Linked DNA regions of Mus musculus: all the other regions are linked to region 2. A link is a contact called in public promoter capture Hi-C data. All regions are on one chromosome and are shown on one strand. Each heading gives the region's core, a stretch centred on a gene start, on an enhancer-like site or on the middle of the called end of the contact. The rest is flanking DNA. Distances are from core to core; before and after follow the strand shown. Region 1 holds the start of 4930512B01Rik (RIKEN cDNA 4930512B01 gene). Region 2 holds the start of Pygl (liver glycogen phosphorylase). Region 3 overlaps Atl1 (atlastin GTPase 1).

Region 1 (5,081 bases), core at 2,270-4,769, 440 kb after region 2:
GCAGCCTTTGTTCGCTCTGAGCATACCATGCGCACGTTTTATTCGCTTTGAATACACACACAGTGTACACTGCCTTGCAAATACCTTCATTTGGCTCAGCAGGAGCCAACACCACCTGAAACACCTTCTGTCAGATTTAAGACTTTTGCATCTTTTAAGCACAGTGCTGTTTCTGTAAGTACTTCATGGTTTAACTGTGGGGAAACAACTGTTGTTAATGCTTTGCTGTAGTTCGTCAGCCTGTAAGTATCCAAATACTATCTCCTTAGTTTGTGTTCTTAGAACATTTGTTTTTTTCAAAATCACTGTTTGAATTACTGACTGAGTCTCTCTCTCTCTTTTTTTTTTTTTTTTTTGAATCTATTAAATGAATTTTGGCTTGGGGTTTAGAACAAATTTTCCAAGAATTTTTTAATGTCCCTAAGTATGCTACTGCGGTTCTGTATATCATAGTTATACTGTTTTGGTGCCAAGTATTATAAAATCAAGGAATTGGTCAACTTTTTTTTTTTTTCTTTTTTTTTGGTTTTTCGAGACAGGGTTTTCTCTGTATAGCCCTGGCTGTCCTGGAACTCACTTTGTAAACCAGGCTGGCCTCAGACTCAGAAATCCGCCTGCCTCTGCCTCCCAAGTGCTGGGATTAAAGGCGTGCACCACCACACCCAGCTGAATTGGTCAACTCTTAAAAACAAAGATACTCTTGCAACATCAAATGTTCTTTATAGGAAGAAAAACGAGCATATTCATTTTGTTTTTAATAAGTGATAAAATTATATAGACACCAAAGAATTAGTGTGTATGAGAGAGAGAAAAAGAGAGAGGGAAAGAGAGAGAGAGAGAGGTGCATAAGGGGTGGTATTTTTTTGAGACAGGATCTAGGCTGGCTTGAACTGCCTGTGAGGCCTGGGAATAGACTTTAACCTTCCTGGTCCTCCTACCTTTAGCTCCCAAGTGTTAGATTTACACGAATATGTCACTAGTCCTGGCTCTCCAAGAATTATTTTAAAAATAATTTTTTCATGATTTAATTTTAGAAAACGTTTGACTTGTAAGCTTACTTTATATACCTATATAACCTGAAGACAGTTAAAAGCTTCTCGTGAAAAAAAGGACAGAGTGAGCAAAGCTCAAGAAGGCCCACAAGGGCATAGCTGTCAGGAGGCAGGTCATTAAGCGTCCTCTTAGAGGCTGCCTACAGCAAGCGTAAGTGAATAAGTGAATAAACAATTAACCACCAATGTGCTTACTAGCATAAGACTGCTTTCAATAACAACTCAGAGCAGTGTGGTCTTGCCATCACACAGAAGAACCTACCCAGTGAAAAGAGAAAGTGATAAAGAAAAATCAAAATGTCCCTACTTGGTGGTCCCTATAAACAACTCTCTTAAAAGGTGAAGGAGAACATTGTCAGAGACAGGAACAATAACAGCAATCCTGTCTCCCACTGGGGGCACCTACCTGGCGAGCACAGGGTCCTGAGCTCCACCCAAGTATGGAAATTAGTAATAAGATCGCCATCTTGTACTTAATTCAATCAACTAGAGGGGTTTTGTTTGTTTGTTTGTTTGTCCTTCTGCCTTTTGCCATGTCCCAAGTGAGAACTGCAGCCCACTGGGGAAGAGAGAGGTGTTGGCGCCAAAAAATTTCCATAAGTCTCTTAGAATCCTGAAGCGAGAACACATCTATAGGGAAGGTTAAAAGTCAAATTCATATTAAAACCATTAGAAGCCATTAACCATCTATTTTAATAGCTAAATCCGCTGGTGAGATGGCTCAGCAGTTAAGAGAGCTGACTGCTCTTCCATAGGTCCTGAGTTCAAATCCCAGCAACCACATGGTAGCTCACAACCATCCGTAATGAGACCTGACGCCCTCTTCTGGAGTGTCTGAAGACAGCTACAGTGTACTTACATGTAATAATAGATAAATAAATATTTTTAAAAAATAGTTAAAGCCAAAAGGACCGCAAGGATGCCGGGCACTGGGGACATTGCAGGTGGGAAGGTAAAATGGAAAAGATAAGCTCAATGTGCAGAGGTCTCCCGCTAAGGATTTCCCCAAGAAAAATGAAGACCTGGCTTCACAGAAAGCACCATGCACGGCGTCTATAGCGGCTTCATGTATAATCACCCCACACTGGAAACAATCCAAATATCCTTCAACCAGGATTGAATAAACAAATAAATACCAGTCAGTACGTTCATACAACAGAACGCTACCCGGCAATAAACAGGAAGACACTGCTGCTAAATGCAAGATGTGTGTGGCTCTCAGATGTATTCTGTGAAGTGAGAATCTGACTCAATAAAAGCTGTGCACTGTATGTTTCCATGTACGCGATATTCTGGGCAAGGCAAAGCTATCGAGAAGACAAAAGTCAAAAAGAGTAGGCATTCACATTTGCACATGATTTCTGGGGAGGGTCCCAGACCACCACGAGTCTATTCTAGTAACTCATTATACCTCTACCCTTTGCCAGGCAGCCGTCACGCTCGGTATGCCCAGACCCAGCTTCCTCTTGAGCTCTGTGTACATTTGCATCGCACGTTCCTTGCCCCGGGTTGGCCAGGTTTCACATCGTGCGTTTTCTCTGCTGTAGCCCTGCCGCCAGCACACAAGCACCTCGGCGCCTAGCATAGGGGATGGAAGGGCTGACAAAATGTAGAGGCTGTCTGTGCGATCCTTATTTCAAGATTTCCTGCATCCATCAACTGCCACTGTCACTGTACTGAAACAGGTTCAATAAGAAGGTGATTGGGGAAAGAGTCAAGGCAATCAAAGCAGGCTCTGCACCGCCAAGACCCCACTACATGGGAGGGAAGGCCATCCTGCCTCCCTCTATTGCCTCACTCTCTCTCATTCATTTTTCGAAGCTGCAGCACCGAGCAATTGCTGTCCTCCGGGGTTCACAGGCGAGGAACGGACACCAAGGAGTGGACGTAATAAGGTATGGACCTGGTCACCCTAGCCCGAGCAGGCTGCTAGGACAGCCTGGGAGCAGGCGTTCTCCCTGCAAACTCTCCATGCTGTGATTTCCACGATTTAAACCCTCTGGACCTGCAGCGCGGGGTCAGGGACCCGGCCAAGTGGCTGCGGGTACAGCAGGGCGGAGGGCGGCCCCGCCCAACCGGCGCGGTTCCCATGGGGATCGCAGCAGTCACCCAGCCGAGCTGCAGGCTGCTGTGCTAGAGCTGGGCCGAGAGGCGCCTCAGGAGTCAGGGTGGGAGGTCCCCACAGTCCCTGCAGTTCCCGCAGTCCCCACGGGCCCGGTTGCCCAGCCGGTGTCCTCTTCCGGAGGGAATTGAGACCCGAAACTAGAACCGGGGAAGCCCTTCGCCTTCCTGGTGCTCCAGCCAGCTCAAGTGTCTTAGATCGTATGAACCATAACGTTAAAAAGATAGATTATCTTACAGCTCGGCTCGTTTTTGGATGCTGGCTACATCTTTAGCTCGAGGGAATGAAACAGACAACTGAAATTAGGTCACCCATGGCAGCCACCTGTAGACTCCCAGCCTTGACCGCGATGTCATTGCTGGGTGGGGGTGGAGTCCACACCTGGCTGATCCTTATTCTTTAACTCGCGCCTTGTTTTCTCTAGATCGCGGACGACAGCCCTTACTTGATGAGGCTCGAGAGAGGTCAGTTCATAAACGACCTTTAAAAACTATATGAAAATCCGTTCTCAAGAAGACTTGCTCCTCCTCTGTAATGGAAAAATATGAAAAAATTGGAAAGATTGGAGAAGGCTCCTATGGGGTAGTGTTCAAGTGCAGAAACAGGGACACGGGTCAGATCGTGGCCATCAAGAGGTTTCTGGAAACCGAAGATGACCCTGTCATAAAGAAAATCGCCCTTCGAGAAATCCGCATGCTCAAGGTAGCTAATTTGCTTTTTCTGTGCTAGATAGATGCTCTGGGCTGAGGCTCTGCCCTCTTCCCACACAGCCTTTGTCTTCAATGGCACAAATCAGAGTCTGTGCGCAGAGAACGGATTATGTAAGAGTAAGAAGGTGGACAGGAGAGGTGTGGGGCTCTCTTGGCGTCAACTGCAGACAGTCTTTTCACGGGTCTCTAAGAAGCAGAATTTAAAACAACTCGACTTTGCTAGAGTTTTTGAGTTTTGAGCTTCCAGCTTGTTTTCATTTTGTATTTTTAACCCATTGTCCTGTTTTCTTGGGCTATATATGCATCTGTATATGTGTGTTCATGTGTGCGCGCATAAATGTGTGTGTGTGTGTGTGTGTGTGTGTGTGTGTGTGTGTGGCATTTGGAAGCCAAAGGTTAACACTAGCCATCTTCTTCAACCATTTTCCCCCTTGTATATGGATACAGTGTCTCACTAGGATTGCTAGCCAGTGCTCTCCAGGATCTAGTACTGGGATTGCAGGTGGACAGCTGCCCTCGGGCAGCATTTATTGTGAGTGTTGGAATCTAAGCTTAGGTCCTTGGACAAAGGTGTTCATTACAAGACAAAAGTGTGTTCCCTCTTATTCTGGAAAGAGGCTTCTCTGAATTTCTCAGAGGCAATGCAGCTGCTACTGCAGGATGAGGCAGGCCATGGATGGCTCCCATGGGGAATCAACTGTGCTTCAGAAAGTGTGGCCTCGGTGTTCTGTCCAGACCCTGGCCAAGTGTATGAGTGGATGATGCTCTCAGAAGGGGTGAACTCAAATGTTTGTGCCGGTTCCCAGCTGGGGTCCTCTGCCTACTCTCCTCCACACAGCCAGTGTTGCACTCTGCTCTCGTGAGCCACTGACCATGTCCACTTTCTCAGTAGAAGCTGATAGCTGCCTTACTCTTTATTTAGCATCATCATTGTCAATATTATTACTACTTTGTGGTGTTAAGGATTGAACCCAGAGACTTTATCAAATTAACAAAACCTTCTCTCACCGAGGCACATTCCCAGTCTTCAATGGGTTGATTTACTCAATAATAATAGTAATAATAATAATAATAATAATAGGCTAGAAAGATGGCTCAGTGCATAAATGTGCTCACCACCAAACTGATAGCCTCAATTTGATCCCTTGGTCCTACATGATAGGAGAGAATCGATTCCCCCAAGTTGTCCTCTGACCT
Region 2 (4,714 bases), core at 1,600-4,099:
TGTTTGTGATGGTAGAGGAAGTCTAAAGGAGCAGGAGAGGCCATGTAAGGTCCTCTCTCAGAGCCCTTGGTGGTGTCATCTGCTATGATCATCTCCTCTTTTACGTGTGTGTGTGTGTGTGTATGTATGAATGTGTGTGTTTGTGTATGTGTGTATGTGTAGGTCAGAAGTCACTTTGAGGGCCATGGTTTGTTTGGCTTTGGCGGTGGTGATTTTTGTTTATTTGTTTGTTTGTTTGTTTGTTTTTCTTCTTTTAAAGACAGGTTTTCTCAGTACTCTAAGGATCATCAAATATACCAGGGATCTCCTGCCTTTGCCTCCTCAGCTCTAGGATTACAACACACTCTGCACCGCCCAGCTTTTCTGTGTTCAATGGCTCCACCTCAGGTCTCTGTGCTTGCATGGCCAGCACTTTACCCACTAAGTTATTGCCTCTGCCTGGCCATAGCCTCTTTAACACAGTTGGTGGCACGGTCCCTCCTCACACTCTATGACTGAAGCGTTATGAGATCTACCTTTTGCCCATGTCGAAGAAATGTTCAACCCCAAGGGACAGGGTGGGCTCACTGACTAGATACCAAGTCAAGAAAATAATGCACCCATCGTTATCCTTGCTCCCAGAAAGACTCCTGTGCCCTTCAACAGACAGGAGATCTAGGACCCACCTGCACGAAGACATCCCTAGCAAAACTGGAAAATTGCCTTTGCCTTTGGAATCTTCCAAAGTTTGAACAGTTTAGATACCGTCCATGACAACAGGGCAGTCATGGTGGTGGCAGCACGAGGGGCTGGCCACGTTGCACCACAGTCAGGAAGCATAGAGGGGCGAGCACTGTTGCTTTCTCCTGTTTTACTCATTCCAGAACCCTTTCCCACAGGACGGTGCCAATGGCACCAACCACCTTCAACATCTGTCTTCCTTCCTCATCTCTGAAAACACCATCACTACCCAGAGGCATGCCTGGTACTCCATTATTCCAACTCCAGTCAAGTTCACAATGAAGACTCATTACCACAGAATTCAAAAATGATAACTTTAAAAAAATTAAAAAGAAAAAAAAGCTAGGTTTTGCAATCTGCCAAAGGACCTGCTCACTGGGATTTCCTTCCCACTTCATCATTTGCCTCTTAGTTTTATTTTTTTATTAGATGTTTTCTTCATTTACATTTCAAATGCTATCCCGAAAGTCCCCTATACTCTCCCCCCAACCTGCCCTGCTCCCCAACCCACCCACTCCCACTTCCTGGCCCTGGCATTCTTCTGTACTGGGGCATATGATCTTCGCAAGACCAAGGGCCTCTCCTCTCATTGATGGCTGACTAGGCTATCCTCTGCTACATATGCAACTAGAGACACAGCTCTGGGGGGTACTGGTTAGTTCATATTGTTGATCCTCCTATAGGGTTGCAGACCCCTTTAGCTCCTTGGGTACTTTCTCTAGCTCCTTCTTTAGGGGTCCTGTGTTCCACCCAATAGATGAGATTTTGCTGACAGGACCCTGATATCGCTATCTCTTGTGAGGCTATGCCAATACCTGGCAAATACAGAAGTGGATGCTCACAGCCTCTTAGCTTTAAGTCAAGCATTCTGACCAAACTCTGCACTCACTCTCAGCTCTGGGTATCTCTGGCTCAATCAAATCCAACCCTTACCCTGTCTCATAGGACCATGCTGTCCTCAAAGCCATTGCATGAAGCCACTTAGTTTTCATCTGCCCCAAAGGCTGGAGCCAAAACCCTGGAAGCTGGAAGGACCAGGATCTGAAACCGCAGTTAGATCTGTGACAGTAAAACTTTCACTTTTAGGGTAATAGCTGGTTTATATGAATTAAGTAACCAAACTCCTTCTCTGGCCTCTAATAGTTAGCTTTGTTTAGAAAGAAAAAAAGAAAGAAAAGAAAGAAGGAAAGGAGTGATAGACAGGAAGGAAAGAAGGCAGGCAGGTAGGCTGACACGGACCCTCTAGATGGCTCAGCAGGTAAAGGCATCTGCTGCCAAGCTTGACCGCTCTGGATCGATCCCAGCAACCATCACGAGAGGAGAGAACCAACCCTGGACCACTACGTGTCTGTGTGCACATTTGAGGACACACGCGTACAGTACATACATTTTGAGAAAAAAAAAATTGACATCTTAAAATGCCTCATGTTTACCTTTCCAAAGTTTAAACACCATCACATTCGGATCTGGTATAAAGATCACACACCAGTATGTCTCCTGAACACGGGACAACTGGTTCCTGGAGTGCTCTCTCCTTCTCCCTCCCTCCCCTTCCCCCACGCCCTCTTATCCTTATGCCTCATTTGGTCAAAGAGCAGTGCAAACAAGGGGTCTCAAATCGAACGAAGTCTTGTCCCCCACTGAGACTAAAGCTTTCTCAACAGACCCCTTGACTTTTACACCAACTGTGGCCAACTACTGTGGGTTAGTCCAGCCTGGGCCTAGGAGTCAAGAAACCCCAGTCCTGCGTCCTCAGAAAAAAAATAAATAAACCAACCAACCAAGGCCCCCTTAGAACCCAGGATAGTACTATGCCTAAAAACTGGGAAGCAAGACCGGGGCAATCAGGGTTAAATCACACTGACCCTACAATGTCACCCTGGGAAGCAACCGTGGAACCCACTGAGAAGAGGCAATGGCTTTACTGGGAACTCAACAAGCGAGCCAGCCGAGGCCTCCTTCCACACCGAGAGACGCGGTCAGAGCCTTTGCGCACTACGTGACCTGGACGTTCTGGGAGCGGCCGAGGGGCGGTGCCCGCAGCCGCAGCACCGCCCTGGGGCTCCCACGCCCCCCTGGGGGGGCGTCACTCTGGGAGCCACGGGTGGGCGGGAACCCGGAGAGGGGCGGATCCCCAACTCCCCAGCGTCTCAAAAGCAGCAAGTAAGGAAGGGAGGAGGCCAGTCCTGCAGCCCGGAGACCGTTCTGTGCTCCCTCCGCCCGCAACCATGGCAAAGCCCCTGACCGACCAGGAGAAGCGACGGCAGATCAGCATCCGAGGCATCGTGGGCGTAGAGAATGTGGCCGAGCTGAAAAAGGGTTTCAACCGTCACCTGCACTTCACTCTGGTCAAGGACCGCAATGTGGCCACCCCCCGCGACTACTACTTCGCCCTTGCGCACACAGTGCGCGACCACCTGGTGGGGCGCTGGATCCGTACACAGCAGCACTACTACGACAAGTGTCCCAAGGTACCAGGCGAAGGGCGTTTGTCCCCCCTCCCCTCCACTCCCTGTCCTGGTCTCGAAGTCTAGGCCAGCAGCAGGACATAGGCTCGGCCATCCCTTCCACCTCCCCCACAGCGGTGTGCCATCCTCAGGGCTCCACTGTGGTGTGAGATCCGGAGACCAGCTGGTGGCAAGAGCCCACGCTTCCCTCTCTGGCGAACTAAGCAAACTATGGAGTTTGCTCAGCACTTAACCAAGGGGGATCCTGCGCCTCCTATGTGATCCGTCCAGGTTCCGGGGGCCCTGACAATCCGCTCAGGTCCAGGGGGCCGGGAAGGGGCACAGAAAACAAAAACATACAAAAGCCTAGCCTTAGAGGGTCAAGCTTAGTGTTTAAGGAAAGGAGAGGGAAGTTTAGAGTTCCTCTAATAGTGACCCTGCCCAGGCCTCAGGGCTGCCTAGCTTAGCTGTGCAACAAAGATGGGGGAGGTCCCGGCCCAGGGCCCAGACCGAGTGGAGACTGCAGTTCCTGAACTTTGTGCTGACTGCCTGATGGGCCTTGCCAAGAGACTCACCTGAAGCTATCCCTGTAAAAACACCCTTCTCCCTTCCAGAAGCCTTGTGGAGGCCCCAGAGATGTGGGGGACACCACATTTAGGCAACCAGCTCCTATTTCTACCAAGGGCCAGAATGCGGAGTCTCTGGGGTGGTGGACATGTGGAGGAACACCACCCCATCATGACCAGTCTTGGAAGAGAACCAGAGCTAATGTGAAAGGTTGGGGAGGAGCGGACAGGGAGAGTGCAAGGCGGCAGCAGCCTTATGGGGGATGGTGTGGTGAATGTTTTGGAAGAGAAAGCTGGAAAAACTGGCTTTGGAGTTAAGTTGGAAAAGATGAACAGCAGACCCTGGTGGCAATGGGAAATGCGGATACATACTTACTACTTAGGCGTTTCTAAATACATAAGAACATCGAGAAAATCTATCTCTACCATTTGTGCCTGAGAACTATAGGAAATTTCCAAGACTGAGGGATAAACTCCTATAGTAAGATACTGTGGTTCTAAGAGCCTAGCAGACTGCTACCCAAACAGGACAACTGCTAATTTGTATCCTTCCAACTCTAAACCTTTGCTTAGAAAAGACTTCAGGTCCACATTCATGACTGTGTCTTTTTATCCGTACAACAAGCTGCACCTTGAGTTAGAATTTTTTAGAGGTGGTACAGGACTTGCCTGAGTTGGAGCAACATTTTGGAAACACACAAACGCAACCGCTACTCTGTAGCATTTAGCATCCCAGCACAGAGAGATAGGTTGTTTCTGCTCCACGGGTAATCTTCCTGGTTCAATGGTTAGTTTTTCTCCTGACTCTTCCTTCCTATACAAGGGCAGAGTAGCAGCAAACATGTTGCATAACTCTTCTTAGAAGAGCTTGGAAGTTCTTAAAAATTGACTTCATGCAGGATCGTAGTGTTTGCTGCATGATGGTCTCTGTGGAAACTGGACAGTTACAGTCCTCGAAGAGAACTTGGGTAAAACCAGGAG
Region 3 (4,719 bases), core at 1,119-3,618, 320 kb after region 2:
TCTGATGGCGGCTAGGAGAAAGGACCAAGGCGCTGTTTTCTTTAAGCATCAGTGGACTATTTTCTCATCAGAGAAACTCATGGCCTCTCATGAGAACCTGGTTTCCATATTATCCTCACATTCCAACTCATTCATTTGTAAAACCATCCCATGGTATCATGCTACAAAAAGTAAATCAGAAGAAAACCCGAGCTGCTAACTACAGTTCTCTAACTTACAAAACATATGACTTTAAGTCATTTATCCTACCAGTGACTACCACTGTTTCCATCTGCAAAACAGATACGTAAAGACATGAGTATTTTAACAGCTAAAGAGTAAATGGGATAATTCAGATGAATTTGCATTGAATATGCTGTCATATGCACTGCCAGGCACACAGTACCATGGCGGGTACTGGGAATACAGTGGAATTAAGGTAGGAATGGTTAACATCTTTGTTAAAATTTCTACCTCTTATCACTGTATTTCCTAAATAATTTATAGATACTCCACAGCAAGTAAAAACCTAAGTAGTGAAACACTGAAGTCAAACTCTAGCATTTCATTGTTTATTGAAAGTTTCCAGTGGACAAGTAATGACTGTAACATTCCCCCCAATGTATCACTTATATTGGTATTGTCCTGATGATTTTGGAGTGAACTGTTAGGAAGATGATTATTAAACATCAATGAGCTAAGAGGCAGTTTCTCAAAGTAACAACATCACAGGCTAGCTGTTCCTCAATACTTACAATACTAATAAATCAAACAACAAAGGCTTTCTAGGCTTTACTTCAGACCTGTTGACTCAAAACCCCTGGCTGGATGCTGTGGGGACATTTATTTCTATTAAGTTTCCAATGTGATCTTATGTAAATCCCATTTGAGAATGGCAAATCCAAGAAAGGAGGGGGGACCCACTATCTAAGAAATCTGTAACTAAAGACTGAAGAATAATGAGCTAAAACATAATAAGAAAAATTTTAATTCTCAGAAAAAAAAATTCTACATGCATGGCTCCTAGCTGGGTGGAGTCAACAATCCAACCACAGAATACTACTAAAATCTGAGTTGAACACACGCACCTTCACTGGGACGGTCAACGGGGTGCAAAGTTCTCCTATTCTAGAGGAAGAACAAGATGCAAAGGGACAGGAGAACCTTCACCCAAGCTTTCAAAGGAAGCAAAGACGGTATCTGCAATATTGAAATCCAGGGTTGATGATCTTGAAAATGAAATTGCGTTTGACTGTTGCCTGCCTGCCCCACCTCTCCACAGCAACCACTGATCTAGAATGTAATGTCTCAAATGTAATCCTTGCCCGCAGAACAGGACGATCTTGTGGCCGCCGCATCAATGCACGGCAAGGAGGCATTATAATCTTTTAACAAAGGAAAACAAGTAACTGGCTAGAAGGTACGACTATCCTCTTAGTAAGATGACAGAAATAGAACTCAGAATCAGAGAACCAAGGAGCACTGAACTCCCCTAGTGGGCATGAACTTTCAAAACAATAACAAAGCCAAACCACTTGAACACAATGTTTCTCTTATGCACCACCTGTCTTTGGTTTGAGATCCACATTGGTTCCGATCATAAAATTAGCTTATAGGGCTTTAGTTAGGATGTTGACGAGCTAAGCATTGTGCCTGCAAGAAATCTGGAGCCCAACCTACAAGGCCGCCCAGCCTGCCCACACTCCTCCAGATCTGGTCAGGAACAGCAGAGCGGGCGGGGCGCGGTTTCTCCCGCATCGCTGCGCTCTTCTCCTCTCTGCCTGCGTGAGCACCGCCCACCCACTCGCGCGTGAACCCACTAGGCCCAGCCCTTCCCTAGGCCCGGTGCTGAATCATGAACCCAGTATCTCTACAAGGTAAAAATCGAAGAACAAAGCCAGGCTAGTCTGAATTAGGCGAAAGGTCCATGTCAGCCAACAGGCTAGAAACCCCAACTCTGCTCGCTTTCTTCCCCATCCCTCCACTAACCCCAAACTGAGGTAAGTGTACAGTGCTGGAGACTCTCAGGAGGGTACCCCATCTCCCAGGCTGCTGAGATGCTTCTGCAGCGCAGTGTCCTAGCTCGCACGCTCCACCTCATTGTTCCACCGTCCTCCCAGAGCCCGCCAGCATCCGAGTAAGCCCTTGTCTCAGAAAGCTGGCTGGGGCTCCGCTTGCTCCAGATTGACCCTGTTCCCCTCTTTGCCAGCAACCACAGCTCTAGACCACCTTCTGCGCCCCCCTTTCAACCTATCTCTAGGGCGGAGCCCAGAGTCCCGGGAGCAACGGGGCGGGTGCTGTCCAAATGCTGGGAGGAGGCGGTGCAGGATGGGGAAGGAGCTGCAGGCCTGGCCTGCACCAGGCTCGGCACTGGTGACAGCGCGATTCCTTGGAGCAGTGAGCAGTCTTTGGTCGCAGAGGCTGGAACCCAGCAGCAGAAAACACAGGGCCAGACCCTGTGTAGGCTGCACAAGTTACCGATTGCTACTCACCCCAACTGTTTCTGTCCCTGCGGCTCTTAGCCATGGCGGTCTGTGGGCTGGTGTGGCGAGGCGCTGTCACTGCTCTTGCGGTCTTCTCCAGGGCCCCGCAGGTTTCTGGCAGTTAAGAGGCTCTGTGCCCGTTCTGGGCGCAGTTCGCTCAGATTCTGAGGATGTTGCTGTGGCGCTGGTGGGAAGGACTGGGGAAGAAAAGGGAGGGGAAAGCTGATGAACGGAGCTCAGCATCACCAGCTGGAGTTCACACAAATACCAGCGTCACACCCTCTGTACCTTGGCCCACCCCCAGACTGTGAAGACAGTGACAGACTATATACTGCATTGTTTTCAACAGAAAACACACAAAAATAAACATCACCCCTGTACATTTTCACAGAATTTAAAAGTATTATCTAGCGACAGAAATACACAAACCACCATTATTCTGGCTGTTCCAATACATGCTAGCAACATTTGGACAAATTAAAGTGCTCTGCATTCTCCTCAGGGCGTCATTTGTTAAGTAACGACATACTTTAAAAAGAGGATACTTTGCATTGCTGTATATGTATGCTGAGCAAGACTAGATGTTAAAATTAAGCTAATTTAGATCAAAGTATGCTAGAGGTTCACTGTAATTTGTAACTGGCTCAATGTCTAATTGCAACATGTACCCCAAAGTTGCAAAGACTGTCTGAAGATTTTACACACACACACACACACACACACACACACACACAAACACTAAAATCAGGCTCCATATGGGTGGTACAGGGTGCCTTGGCAGCCATAAAGGTTGCAGGCAAATATGAAGGAAAAGCACAATGCAACAAACACTTTTTAAAAATACCCTTCCTCTTTTTCTTTTTTTTTTTTTTTTTTTTTTTTTTTTGGTGTTTCTGCCTCTCTACCCATACTTCTGGTGTGGTCAGCATCCTACAGACACCATCACTTCCTGCTCTTTGACCATTGGATATTTCCACCCCCATTTATCTCCTCACACACCACCAGCCTCCTAAGGACTAGATCCATGGTCTCCACTTAAGCAGAATACGTTATAAGCAACTCCTCACTTTTGTAAGCCCATATCCCCTTTTCAGTGAAGCCATCTATGGGTAAATACTATGAGACTGGGCATTACAAAAACAGTTTAGGAAATAACTATGTATACAGTGAGTCTTCAACTGTTGCCTAAGGATTTTTCATCTAATGACTTCAGTACATCCTGGTATCCTTGTCTGAATTACTTTTATATTATTTTAAATGGAATTTTAAAAACAATTCTATAATTTCTTTACATTTTACAGTTAGTCTCTTCTTTCTCTCTCTCTCTCTCTCCCCCCCACACACACACACATACACACACACACACACACACACACACACACACACACACACACACACCTTATATATGTTGAGCATTCCTAAGATGGTTTGGATGAGAGCTCTCTCAATAGTCTTAGACATTTGAACACTTGGTCTTCAGTTGGTGGCACTGTTCCAGCAGGTATGATCTTGTTGGAGGAAGTATGTCAGTGCGGGCAGGTTTTGAGAACTTGCTTGCTGCTTGCAACTAAAGATGTGAGCTCTTAACTGTTCCTAGCCTGCTGCCTACCTGATACCGTGCTTCCCAGTCTAGACAGTAACAGACTCCTCCCTCTAGAACTGAAGCCCCAAATAAATCCTTTCTCCCCTAAGTTGCCTTGGCCATTGTCTTAGTTTGGGCTTCTATTGCTAGAAAGAAACATCACAACCAAAAAGCAAGTTGGGGAGTGTTTATTTGGCTAGACTTCCATACTCCTGTTCATTATTGAAGAAAGCCAGAAGAGGACCTCAAACAGGGCAGGAACCTGGAGGTGGGATCTGATGTAGAAGCCATGGAGGGGTGAGCTTACTGGCTTGCCCAGCTTACATTCTTTAGAACCCAGGATCAAGGATAGAACCACTGAAAATGGGCTGGGTCCTCCCCTATCCATCATTAATTAAGAAAATACCCTCTAGCCAGATCTAATGGAGGCATTTTTCTCCATCAAGGCTCCCTCCTCTGAGTTAACTCTAGCTTGTGTCAAGTTGACATAAAATGAACCAGCATAGTCACGTATTTAGCACAGCAACAGAAAAATGACTGCAGATACATGAACTCTTTAAAAGATTGTTCAATGCCACCCATATTTTTAAAGTGTGTGTGTGTACACGTGCGCGCGTGCGCGCAGATGTTTCTGTTTGTAGAGGTCAGAGGAGGATGTCTAGTGTAATTTTCTAT

Evidence for each region. Promoter capture Hi-C pulls out the DNA fragments that hold promoters and counts their contacts.
Region 1: a contact with region 2 is called in a promoter capture Hi-C map of embryonic stem cells, with 2.2 times the contacts expected there. The contact joins the promoter of 4930512B01Rik here to the promoter of Pygl in region 2. A contact is called at or near these places in 3 of 39 promoter capture datasets (the 3T3-L1 cell line, embryonic stem cells and stem cell-derived epiblast-like cells) and 2 of 115 datasets of contacts at active chromatin or transcription factors (craniofacial prominence and embryonic hindbrain).
Region 3: a contact with region 2 is called in a promoter capture Hi-C map of second pharyngeal arch cranial neural crest, with 2.4 times the contacts expected there. The contact joins the enhancer-like site here to the promoter of Pygl in region 2. A contact is called at or near these places in 9 of 39 promoter capture datasets (the 3T3-L1 cell line, 3T3-L1-derived adipocytes, cranial neural crest and 5 more), 1 of 484 Hi-C or Micro-C datasets (the N1E-115 cell line), 3 of 115 datasets of contacts at active chromatin or transcription factors (astrocytes, craniofacial prominence and embryonic hindbrain) and 1 of 9 other capture datasets (adipose tissue).

Annotation. Positions count from the first base shown.
Region 1 is chr12:69,788,782-69,793,862 of GRCm38.p6, reverse strand. 4930512B01Rik (RIKEN cDNA 4930512B01 gene) reads right to left here and starts at 3,519. Exons shown (of 8, transcript NR_033573.1): 1 at 3,412-3,519. It overlaps Cdkl1 (cyclin-dependent kinase-like 1 (CDC2-related kinase)), which reads left to right and starts at 3,156. Exons shown (of 10, transcript NM_183294.2): 1 at 3,156-3,220; 2 at 3,599-3,876. The coding sequence starts at 3,709.
Region 2 is chr12:70,225,818-70,230,531 of GRCm38.p6, reverse strand. It overlaps Pygl (liver glycogen phosphorylase), which reads left to right and starts at 2,849. Exons shown (of 20, transcript NM_133198.2): 1 at 2,849-3,191. The coding sequence starts at 2,949. It overlaps F730035M05Rik (RIKEN cDNA F730035M05 gene), which reads right to left and starts at 2,691. Exons shown (of 5, transcript NR_045174.1): 1 at 2,154-2,691. Gm38467 (a long non-coding RNA gene) reads left to right here. Exons shown (of 3, transcript XR_381644.4): 3 at 879-1,180.
Region 3 is chr12:69,905,745-69,910,463 of GRCm38.p6, reverse strand. It overlaps Atl1 (atlastin GTPase 1), which reads right to left. Exons shown (of 15, transcript NM_178628.5): 2 at 2,472-2,659. The coding sequence starts at 2,505. Among named protein-coding and RNA genes, the nearest start is that of Map4k5, 15 kb to the right of the region's middle. Within about 2 kb of position 2,368, at least 137 of the 459 cell types and tissues checked have an H3K27ac peak or open chromatin away from gene starts, as enhancers often do. A contact at or near this core is called in the N1E-115 cell line, craniofacial prominence, hippocampal neurons and 1 more, where this site is marked.